Linked DNA regions of Zea mays: regions 2 and 3 are each linked to region 1. A link is a contact called in public Hi-C data. All regions are on one chromosome and are shown on one strand. Each heading gives the region's core, a stretch centred on a gene start, on an enhancer-like site or on the middle of the called end of the contact. The rest is flanking DNA. Distances are from core to core; before and after follow the strand shown. Region 1 holds the start of LOC100283760 (acyl-CoA thioesterase/ catalytic/ hydrolase, acting on ester bonds). Region 2 holds the start of LOC103641061. Region 3 holds the start of LOC100281425.

Evidence for each region. Hi-C and Micro-C count contacts between places; a contact is called where the count stands out from the background.
Region 2: a Hi-C map of bundle sheath shows a contact between it and region 1, with 3 times the contacts expected there. The contact joins the promoter of LOC103641061 here to the promoter of LOC100283760 in region 1. A contact is called at or near these places in 6 of 25 Hi-C or Micro-C datasets (bundle sheath, ear, leaf and 2 more).
Region 3: a contact with region 1 is called in a Hi-C map of tassel, with 1.9 times the contacts expected there. The contact joins the promoter of LOC100281425 here to the promoter of LOC100283760 in region 1. A contact is called at or near these places in 5 of 25 Hi-C or Micro-C datasets (ear, endosperm, leaf and 2 more).

The regions. Positions count from the first base shown.
Region 1 is chr1:184,675,497-184,679,356 of Zm-B73-REFERENCE-NAM-5.0, reverse strand. It overlaps LOC100283760 (acyl-CoA thioesterase/ catalytic/ hydrolase, acting on ester bonds), which reads left to right and starts at 2,206. Exons shown (of 3, transcript NM_001156659.1): 1 at 2,206-2,440; 2 at 2,535-2,726. The coding sequence starts at 2,306. It overlaps LOC100383595 (AAA-ATPase ASD mitochondrial), which reads left to right. Exons shown (of 1, transcript NM_001176243.1): 1 at 1-1,605. The coding sequence ends at 1,376.
Region 2 is chr1:184,898,713-184,902,572 of Zm-B73-REFERENCE-NAM-5.0, reverse strand. It overlaps LOC103641061, which reads right to left and starts at 2,215. Exons shown (of 2, transcript XM_008664460.4): 1 at 1,842-2,215; 2 at 1-1,727. The coding sequence starts at 2,001. The coding sequence ends at 1,510.
Region 3 is chr1:184,484,696-184,488,555 of Zm-B73-REFERENCE-NAM-5.0, reverse strand. LOC100281425 reads left to right here and starts at 2,090. Exons shown (of 3, transcript NM_001154343.2): 1 at 2,090-2,234; 2 at 2,313-2,503; 3 at 3,327-3,860. The coding sequence starts at 2,320.

The sequences.
Region 1 (3,860 bases), core at 957-3,456:
CCGAGGCCTACCTCTCCGACGCCTGCTCCCGCCGCGCGCGCAAGCTCCGGGCCGACCTCGGCAAGGACAGCAAGAACCTCCAGGTCTCCGTCGACGACAACGACGAGGTCACCGACGCCTTCTCCGGGGCCACCATCTGGTGGTACGCGTCCAAGCAGCTGGCCAGGTCACAGGTCATCAGCTTCTACCCGGGCGAGGACGAGCGCCGCTTCTACCGGGTCGTCTTCCACAGGCGCCACCGCGACCTCGTCGTCGACGAGTACCTGCCCCACGTCCTCGAGGAAGGCCGCGCCGTGACCGTCCGCAACCGCCAGCGCCGCCTCTTCACCAACAACCCCAGCGGCAGCTGGAACTCCTACCGCGGCAAGAGCGTCTGGAGCCACGTCCCCTTCGAGCACCCGGCCACGTTCGACACGCTCGCCATGGACCCGGACGACAAGGAGGACATCCTCGACGAGCTCCGCGCGTTCCGGGACGCTAAGGCCTACTACACCAAGGTCGGCAAGCCGTGGAAGCGAGGGTACCTGCTCTACGGGCCCCCCGGCACCGGCAAGTCCACCATGATCGCCGCCATGGCCAACTTCCTCGACTACGACGTCTACGACCTCGAGCTCACGGCGGTCAAGAACAACACCGAGCTGCGGAAGCTCTTCATCGAGACCACCGGCAAGTCCATCATCGTCATCGAGGACATCGACTGCTCCATCGACCTCACCGGCAAGCGCAAGGACGACAAGAAGCGGGCGTCGGCCGAGGCAGACGACAAGCCCAAAACCCCAACGGATCCCGACAAGGACGAGGGAAGCAAGGTCACGCTCTCAGGGCTGCTCAACTTCATCGACGGGCTGTGGTCGGCGTGCGGCGGCGAGCGCATCATCATCTTCACAACCAACCACAAGGACAAGCTGGACCCGGCGCTGATCCGGCGGGGCAGGATGGACAGGCACATCGAGATGTCCTACTGCCGCTTCCGGACCTTCAAGGTGCTCGCCAAGAACTACCTGGATGTCGAGGAGCCGCACGAGCTGTTCGGCCAGATAGAAAAGCTGCTCGAGGAGACGGACATGTCGCCGGCAGACGTGGCCGAGAACCTGATGCCCATGTCCAAGAAGAAGAAGCGGAGGGACGCCAACGCGTGTCTGGAGAGTCTTGTGGAGGCTCTGAAGCAGGCCAAGGAGGATGCTGCTGCTGCTGCTGCTGCTAAGGCACTAGCTGACGCTAGGGCGGCCAAGGAGGAAGCGGAGGAGGCGAAGGAGAAAGAGGCCAAAGAGAAAGACGAGGCAACAAATAGCAAAGGAGCAGCAGACCCAGCAGGGAAGGACACTAAGATGAGCAATGGAGATGTTACTGCCAATAAGGAAGGTGATGACGAGTGACAAGTATAGAATGGAGACGAGCTCGCTTGCTAGTGAAGTAATGGAGAAACATGGCTATAAATAATGACAGTGGCCTATGTAAAATAGTGCAGTCTCTAGTGAAGATTACAGTCACACGTCGTCATCTTCCATGTTAAAAAGATAAAAAGATAGACTTGATTTGGATTAGTTAAAAATAGAAAGATGTAATGTAACAACCAAATCGAGCCTTCTTTGCCTTTCAACTTGTAAACCAAGGCGACAGTGAATGTTGCCTCATATATATATATATATATATATATATATATATATATATATATATATATATATATATATATATATATATATATATATATATATATATATATATATATATATATATATATATATATATATATATATATAAACACGTAGATATGATGATGTGCTTGCGCATAATATGCCGAGATTGCTTAATACAATAATCAGTGGGCTTAAAGCCTGCTGCATTCAGCGTGGGTGGGCCAAAGGCAAAGAAGGCCTTCTTCCTTCTGTTCCGTTCCGTTCTGTTCCGTTCCGTTCCACCAGGTGAAGGAACTACTGAACGTTAGGTGTGGGCCGGACCGGGCCGGAGACAACTCCCCAGTTGAAGTGAGCCGGTGAGGTGTGGGTGACGGCAGCGTTACGTATGATGAGCTTCTTCATCATCGTTCTTTCAGGAGGTTGAGGGAAAGAAATTAAGCTGACTAGTGTCTAGTAACAAACGGAAGACGACAGGTAGTGGTAGTGGACTGGTGGTTAATTGCTTCTTTGTTTGCCCACTATTATAGCAGGCACACAGCCCGCACGTCATTAATAGGCTACATACAATACGTCACCCAACCTCTCGTCCTCTTCCTCTCAATAATATAATCCCCTTCATCCATCCATTCCATATCCTTAGCTTCCATTCCATCCATCATATCGCGCCCATGGATCATCGTCAGCCGCCGCCGAATAAGACGGCGGAGCTTGACCCCGTGCTGCACTCCATCGGCTTCCAGATCGAGGAGGTGTCGCCGTCGCAGGTCACCGGCCGGCTCCCCGTCACACCCAGGTGCTGCCAGGTACGGTACGTACGTCCATTGATCGATCGATCGAGTGCGTGCGCTCGTCGTTTGATCGATTCTGATGCCCTGCCCGCACCGCACGGCACCGCAGCCGTTCCAGGTGCTCCACGGCGGCGTGTCGGCGCTGGTGGCGGAGGGCCTGGCCAGCATGGGCGCGCACATGGCGTCGGGCTTCCGCCGGGTTGCCGGCGTCAGCCTCACCATCAACCACTTCCGCAGCGCCAAGGTGGGAGACGTCGTCCTCGTCCGCGCCGCCCCGCTCCACGTCGGCCGTTCGACGCAGGTACGTTGCGCCGCCGCCCGCAGCCCGGCGCGCCCCCACGGCGATGACGATTATTATTACAAGTAGTATTTTTCGCTTAATTATTTTTTTAGCAAACTGACTAAAGACAGCGAGCGACGACGAACGTGCCTATCCAGCTAATTATAAATTATTATTAGGCACCACGACCACCCCTAGCTTACGTTATGGACCCATTATTTTACCTCCGTTCTAAATTGTACTCAATTTTCTTTTAGACCACATCAACAAGGACAATATTTTTTTTTCAGTGGTCGGCCGACGCTGAACGTGTATCATTTAAGGCTTAAAATAGAATAAAATAAAATAGAATAAAAAGAGCTACTAAAAATTAGTCTATAGAAATCAAACATCACTTTCTATATATAGTAGACCCTATGACTACGTGACGACGACGAAAACAAGCTACCTAATTCTAAGTTCGGTTAGTCACCTGGAAAAAAAATTTGCTGCAGCCACTCATAAAAAGAAGGATAGACCTCACCCGCAGATTAATAACACAACTAAAACGTTACCTGGTGGACCTGCAGGTGGAGTATATCCTCCTTTTTATGAGAATCTTGGTTTGCAGCCAGGCTGCAGCAAATTTTTTTCCAGGCACCCACACCATCCGTTACGTTTTGGACAAATGATTTTACCTCCGTTCTATACTGTACTCTACTATCCGTCCAAACGAGTGTCTTTCTAGATTTGTTTGTTCTCAACTACATTATTTAAACTTTGAACAATAATATATAATATATAAGATTAAAATATTTAAACCAAAGGAACCACATATATGATAGTTCAGGCCTACTTTGGAACATATGGATTTTTATAAAGATTATCTAGAAATTTTATAAGAATCAATTCATTTTCACAATAAAAACACATGAAAAAAAATCTTATGACATCCAGTATAATCTTATGACATTTAGTATAATCGATCAAAGTTAATATTGATTGACTTAGGACAACCCGAAAAGGCAAATTATATGGATAGGAGTAATGTGTTTTGTCTTTTCTTTTCTTTTAAAAACTTACAACAACAATAAAAAAACTGCGATTTGGACCAAAGAGTGGTAATGTTAGACATGTTCAAACTTCGGGTCAAATCAGGTTTGAGTCGGGTCATGG
Region 2 (3,860 bases), core at 966-3,465, 220 kb before region 1:
AATGATGGATATATGACAATTATATCTTAGATTACTTGTAATGTTGGGTTATGATTATTTATTTCACATTTATAGACTATTAATTCACTATATAATGCAATATTAGTTTTCAAGGTGCAGCTTGTGAGCCCGAGCCTCCTTTTACAACTCGGTGAGTAGGCGAGCTGAGCCGAGCTCGGCCACTGAGCGAGCCACATCGAGCTGAGCCGAGCTCGACTCGTTTCTAGCCCTATTCCAAAGTGAGTATGAAAAGTCACTAGCAGCCTATGTAGTAGGTTCAAATGGAACTAATGAATTTGTCATTGCAATTGGAGCTTATGGAGGGACAGTTACACTTGATGAAGAGCGAAAGGTTATACTGGATCCTACTAGTCAGATTGTCTCATGCAAATGTTGACTCTTTGAGAGAACTGGTATATTATGTAGGCATGGACTAAAAGGTCTCCATTTGTTGAACATTAAATTACTGCCTGAAAGATATATTTTGAAGCGATGGACTCGATGTAGATATGCATGGGACGGATATAGTGGAAAATCCTAATTTAGAATTTAGATGCCACACTTGGGTAAAAAAAAATCCTTGCCAAAGACTTCTTCCACTAGCTTCAAGAGCTGCTGAATATGAAGACTGCTACTTGCTTGTGGAAGAGGCACTTCATAGAGTGAGTAAGCAAGGGGAAGAAGAAGAAACCCGAGGAACTCCTAATGTGGATGCTAGCAAGCCTAGCGTTGAAGAATCATTTAGTTTAACTGAACCATTCAAACATGTAGCTGGACTGAAGGAGAAAGAAAAGCAAAAGAGTGGATCAAAACAAAAAAAAAAGTTAGGCTGAAAAATTGCAGAAGAAGAAGAAAGCAAACAAGAATAAAACAAACTATCCTATACAGTACAAAAGAAAATGAAAGCTCTGTACCAGACTCTCAAGCATATGAATCACTTAATAGCTTTACCCAACTCATTAAGGTACATCGTCGCCTTCTCTCTCTCTCTCTTAATATTGCAGCAATGCAGCCTATATTCTAAACACATGGTAAACTTAACTAATGGATGATACAAGCTTTTGTACATGAAGATGTGAAAAAATAATGGCATACTGTCTTTTGTTAAGCTTTTTGAGTATGGCTGCTTTTCTTAAGCAAATCTTAGTTTAGAGATTTTAATTGTTGCTAAATAAAGCTGTGGATGCCAGGGAAAAAAAACTAGTTCAGTTTATGGCTATGCATTATGTATGCCTAAGGACTAGTGGGAATTGGCCATGCTTTGATTATGATTTCTCTCCTTTTACCGTTTATAGCTGCATGTTTGATTCTGATTCTCATTACCTCACAACATTAACATCGCGGCTTATAGGAGGAAAAAAAGATAACCAGTAGAGTGAAAGGGGTGCGGCTGAATGAGAAACTATGATACCATCACTGCTTATGGTGTAGTGGAAATAGCATCGGTGTCCTGCTTATGGTGTGGAGAAGAGAGAATGCAACGGCGGATCCCCATCCGTGTTCCGGCAGTTACACGGTGGCTGTGCTGTGCTGTGCAACGAAAGGTCTCCGCCTCCCTTCCAGAACGGGGCTTGGTTTCGCTGGGAGGGCAAAAGAAGAGCCTTCCCTTTCCTTGGCCCTTTCCCTCGCGGCGGCGCTCCCTTTTCTCTTCTTACTCCTCATTTTTCCCCATTTCCGGCTCCTTTCAGATCCAATCCAATCCAACAGATCAATCAATCGAAGACAATCTGTGTATATGATAGTATTTGTGAATGGAGGTTACTTTAATAGTAGACGTGATACAGGGCAGGGCTACAAGCGAGAACAACTCAGATGGGGGAGTATGAGTAGATAATATCAACCGGGGAATCTGCCGGAGAGGAGCATGGCGAAGAGGAGGACGAGGATGTAGAGGAGGATGACGATGATCTTGGTGTGGAACAAGGCCAGCAAGAGCTTCACCACGAACACCAGCAGCAGCGCGTTGAACAGCAGCGTCAGCAACTCCTCCATACCTGCCATGCCATGCCCCCACACACCTGACCTGACCTTGGATGCGCTTCTGATGATCCACACCACCCACTGCAATCAAAGGCATCGGAGCAGGTGACAGCGACATGTTTTGTTTATTTCTGTTGCTTGTGCTAATTAATTACTCCCTCCGTTTCTTTTTATTAGTCGCTGGATAGTGCAATTTTGTACTATCTAGCGACTAATAAAAAGAAACAGAGGGAGTACTATATATCACTCCTACTCCACCAGCCTATACATATAGCCGTCTATATGTTTGTTTCGTTCCCTAATCAATCAAAGCACAAGAAATCAAGCAGCACGTGACATAGCATTGGTTACCTAGCAGGGCATGTAAGACAAGGTATCGATTTTCTTCTAAGTACAAGAAACAGCATATAATATAAGTCTAGGTCTCTAGATCATAATTGTAATGAATAGACAATATATATGAATAATCGTTTAAAGACGGACTCTTTATAAAAAAACTGTCTACTTTGTTTTGATAATTAACCTCTAAATAAAGTCATGTCAAGAAATCCTATATTAAATCTGTGGTGTTTTGTCAAAAAATCTTATATTAATTAAGGTTGTATATATATTCCATAGATAATTATTCTTTATATGTGTATTAAAAACACGTACAAATAATATAAATAACAAACGGTTGTCTATTTACGCTGTTTATGTAATTTTTAATTTATGTGTAGATCATGTATAGAATATGGATCGAAAGTCATACATTATTGCTTTACCATCACTTGGCATAAGTCGTCTCCTACGATTGCTTTAAGGGTAGCACGATGTCTCGTTTGTAGTAGCACCCGTGTCATAATTCAACACGACGTAGTAGCACACGTGTCACAATCACGTATGGTCAGCATATTGAAAAACAAAACAGGACGTCAGCGGCAAACAACACACGTGTCATAATCACGTATGGTCAGCATAGGCGGTCAGTGACAAACGGACGACGAAGAGCAAGATCTTGTACTCCTTCCGTCTAATCCATCTGTTTTAACGTTTTAATAGATTCATACAATATTTAATACATGTTTATGTATATATGTATATATATATCAAGTATTATAATTAGAGGTACTCAGATTATACCTCTAAACATGTTTAACACCTAACTATCGAAAAAATCATAAGACATTTCCAAGGTCAAGAAAGGACGAATCACGATTCGCCTAAGACCTCGCTCGACGGTAGTTCAAAACTCCGCCTCACCCGAGCCTGTCCTCGAGCAAGGGCAGCACTCGGAGAAATCCTCGTCTCGCCCGAGATCCTCTCTTCATGGAATGGCGGTTTCTGCCTCGTCCGAGCCCGTCTCAGACAGGAGGACAACCCAAGCCCAGCATCAGTCCAAGATCACGGGAATCGTGGAGACATGCGCATTTAATGCGATGATTCGAAAACTTACCCCACGCAATTGAAAGTCGCCTAGAAGGGGGTGAATAGGCAAATCTGAAATCTATAAATTTAAGCACAACTACAAGCCGGGGTTAGCGTTAGAAATATAATCGAGTCCGAAAGAGAGGGCGAAAACAAATCACAAGCGAATAAGAACGGATGACACAATGATTTGTTTTTACTGAGGTTCGGTTCTTGCAAACCTACTCCCCGTTGAGGTGGTCACAAAGACCGGGTCTCTTTCAACCCTTTCCCTCTCTCAAACGGTCACTTAGACCGAGTGAGCTTTTCTCTTCAATCAAACGGGACACTTAGTCCACTATAAGGACCACCACAACTTGGTGTCTCTTGCTTTGATTACAAGTGAGTTGAGAACAAGAATGGAGGAAGAAGAAAAGCGATCCAAGCGCAAGAGCTCAAAGAACACGACAAAACTCTCTCTTCTAGTCACTAAT
Region 3 (3,860 bases), core at 841-3,340, 190 kb after region 1:
AAAGTCTATAAAAGAATCCGTATTCTAAAGACTTTACGCTGGTTTGTACCTAATGACTGATTGATAGATGGTAGTGTAGAACCAGTCTAGCGTTTTTTTTTTTTTTGTGTTTGAGATATCACTGCATGCGACATGCATGGTATAGTAGCTCTGTGAGCAGATCGATCTTGCTCCAACGCAAGATGTACATGGATGCACGCCTGCCACTACATACATACCGGCCGCACGACCAGGGCCAGTAGTGACGAACTGATAAGATAAGGTGTGGAGATGCAATGAGCCACACGAACGTCAGCTTGTGTGGACTGCCGGCGCGGCTGCTTTCTTAGCTTTTTTGGTTTCCAGATTCTGCTTCAGTTCGCCAGCTCTTCATTCGATCATGCATGCACTGTAGTAGTCATTATCCGACTCGCGTTATTTACCAAGTAAGACTATTTTACATTCAGCAACGAATACTCGGCAAACATTTTATCGGCAAAGTGTTCTTTGCCGAGTACTTTTTTCGGATCTCGAAAAGCACTCAGTAAATTAAGAATCACAAAAACTCCAAAAAACAGCAAAACATTTTTTAAATTACGAGAACAACTCTCCAACTACTGCCCATTATCATTTTTCATTATTATTTTGAATCTAATTTAGATGTTTTGTGAATGGTGAGATTCGAACTCGCAACATATATCTTGCGCATACCTTCATTTACCACTACACTACTATATCAATTATGTCTATATTATGTTTTCATTCCACATGTAATATAATAAATCGAGAGTAATTTGATTATTTGAGGTACTAAATGAATTCATTTGAAAATATGACCAACTATAAAGTTGCATAACTTTTTAAGATATACAAGTTCTATTTTGATAGTTTCTACATCCGAGGTCGTTTACAAAATTTGAATTTCAAATTTGAAAACATCACACGAATTTTTTCATGATAAGATGAATTCAAATCAAAAAAATTATCAATTACAAAGTTTCAATACATTTCAAGACCAACAAATTTTTATTTTGGTGGGTTTTCCATCCGAGGTAGTTTGAAAATTTTAATTTTTAAATTCAAACATAGTTTTCATTTAAATTGATTTACTGCTTTAAAATATGATTTTTAAATTGTCTTTGCCTAGTGTTCAAAAAAACACTCGGTAAAGAAGCTCTTTGCCGACAAAGAGGTTCTTTACCGAGTGTCAAAAATATAACACTCGACAAAAATATTCTTTGCCGAGTATTTTCTTTTACCGAGAGTTTTTTTGTTTGGCACTCGACAAAGAGCTTTTTGCCGAGTGCCCGGAAAAAATACACCCGGCAAAACATTTGGCACTCGGCAAAGAGCCGAATTCCGGTAGTGAGTAGTAGTATTAGGGGGCGTTTGGCAGATCTCACACGGCTCTGCTCCAGCGACAATCACTTTTAGGAAGCTAAACGGCTAAGAATTGAGTTGCTCCATGGTGTGAGTGAAGTCAATCTAGTCTCCATTTTATACTAGAGAGTGAGAGCAAAAAAAACCCGCTTCCCACTGCTCCGAACCTGCTTCCCACATTTCAACCCCTCGAGAATCACTTCACGCACAATTTGCCAACGATTTTTGTCAAATAGATTTATTTCTACTTAAGAAACATTTGAAATCACTTTATTGAAAAATTAGTTTTTGGAGCCAGAGAATCATAGAAAGCTCTACTAAACGAGGCCTTATATATATAATAATAACACTAACACATGCATGCATTAAGAGCTACTAGCTGGTTCTAATGTAATGTAATAGGAGATTTGTATCTAGTAGCTAGTACAAGTTGTATGTCACATCAACTGTCGACTATCTACGGCGCACGTTGTGTGTGTACGCTTGGTAGCCGACGAGCGGGCGGTGCTGCGCGATATATACTGCTCGACAGTGATGGCCATGCAATCGCAGCAAGCAGCTTGCGGATGGAGCAGCTAGCTACTCGATCAGGCCAACTCCATCCACGGGCGAAGCCATCTGAAAAATAGCACACTCTATCAAACATAAAGGATATTATACAATTTTAAAGGAAATACATAATAAATTTAAGATATATGTTAACAAAATTTTATTTTACCCTGCTGTCTATGCAAGAGAGCCAATCTGGCTTCCGCCCTTAACTCCATCAACACCGTGTATGCGGATGTGTATAACACTGTGTAGATATGGAGTCTCCTGTAGATAGAGCACGCCAGACCCATCCATCCTCGTCGCTTATTTATACGGCCGACCCGGTATGTGGCTCGCTCCTCCTAGCTCGCTCCTCCTCTTCTTCTCCTCTTTCTTCTCGAACCATCATCATATATATATAGAATCAATATGGAAGGAGCGGCCGACCATAAGCGGCAGGTGGACGACAAGCCGCCGTACGCCGCCGTGGACGACACCATGACCACCACCACGAAGAAGATGGTGGAGGAGCAGCTCTCAGACGACGCCGGCGGCGGCGGCGAGCTGCCAGAGCAGAACTACCGTGGATGGAAGGCCATGCCCTACGTCATAGGTGAGTGTGAGTTTTGCTAAGGCCCTGTTTATTAGATGCGTGTACGTATTAGAGCCAAATAGTTATATAAAATTAGCTAGATATAACACCACGGCTAATAGTTTAACTATTAGTTGTTTTTAGCTAACTACTACATCCGTTCTCGGATATTCGTTGTCCGCCAGTTTATTTTTGAATTAAACATGTGACAAATAAAAAAAAGTACCGAGAGGGTATTTGCTGCACTATCAAATACACATTAGTTCATTAGCTCGTTCAATCTAGCTGAAATTAGCTACACTACCAAGTACTCATTAGTTTGTTAGCTGGTTCAACCCGGCCTGCTAAAATCAACTAATAGTTAGCCAGCTAATTCTACTAGCAAAAAATAGCTAACCGGAGTATTAGCTAATTCTACACTTAAACATGCTCTTGTTGCTAAATTTGAAGACTATATGTACACTTGTTACATATATATTGGGTGTTGGTGAGACAACGGGGGATGGTCCTGACTGTGGTCCTCCTATCCATGGAGACCACGTACGGGTGGCTTGCCATGCACAGCCACGCCCGTGCAGTGCGTGTGTCTGTCGGTGTGTGGCTGCGTGCACTCACGAGTCACGACTCACCCAGTACAAAAAAGCGAATCCAATAATTGCGTGCCTGCGTGGCACCCAGCAAGGCTGCTTGTTGAGTTGCGTTCATCGAGCTCCCAAAAGTTAAAGATCCACGAACGAACGACGTCCTGACGTCCTGTGCAATCGCTAACCGATCGAGCATCATATCGATCGATCATGGCTTCTTCATGTGCATGCATGCATGACGATGACGACGCGCGCTGCAGGGAACGAGACGTGCGAGAAGCTGGGCACCATCGGCACCACGGCCAACCTGCTGGTGTACCTCACCACCGTGTACGGCATGTCGGGCGCCAGCGCCGCCACCCTGCTCAGCCTCTGGTCGGGCACCGTCAACCTGGCGCCGCTCCTGGGCGCCTTCCTCAGCGACACCTACATGGGCCGCTACGCCACCATCGCCTTCGCCTCCATGGCCTCCTTCCTCGGCATGATCGTCCTCACCCTCACCGCCGCCGTGCCGTCGCTCCACCCTGCCGCCAACAGCAGCACCACCGGCGGCCCCTCGTCCCTCCAGATGGCCGTGCTCCTCGCCTCCTTCGCGCTGCTGGCCGTCGGCGCCGGCGGCATCCGGCCCTGCAACCTGGCCTTCGGCGCCGACCAGTTCGACCCGCGCACCCCAGCCGGCCGCCGGGGCATCAACAGCTTCTTCAACTGGTACTACTTCACCTTCACCATCGCCATGATGGTCTCCGCCACCGTCATCATCTACCTCCAGAGCGACGTCAGCTGGGCGCTGGGGC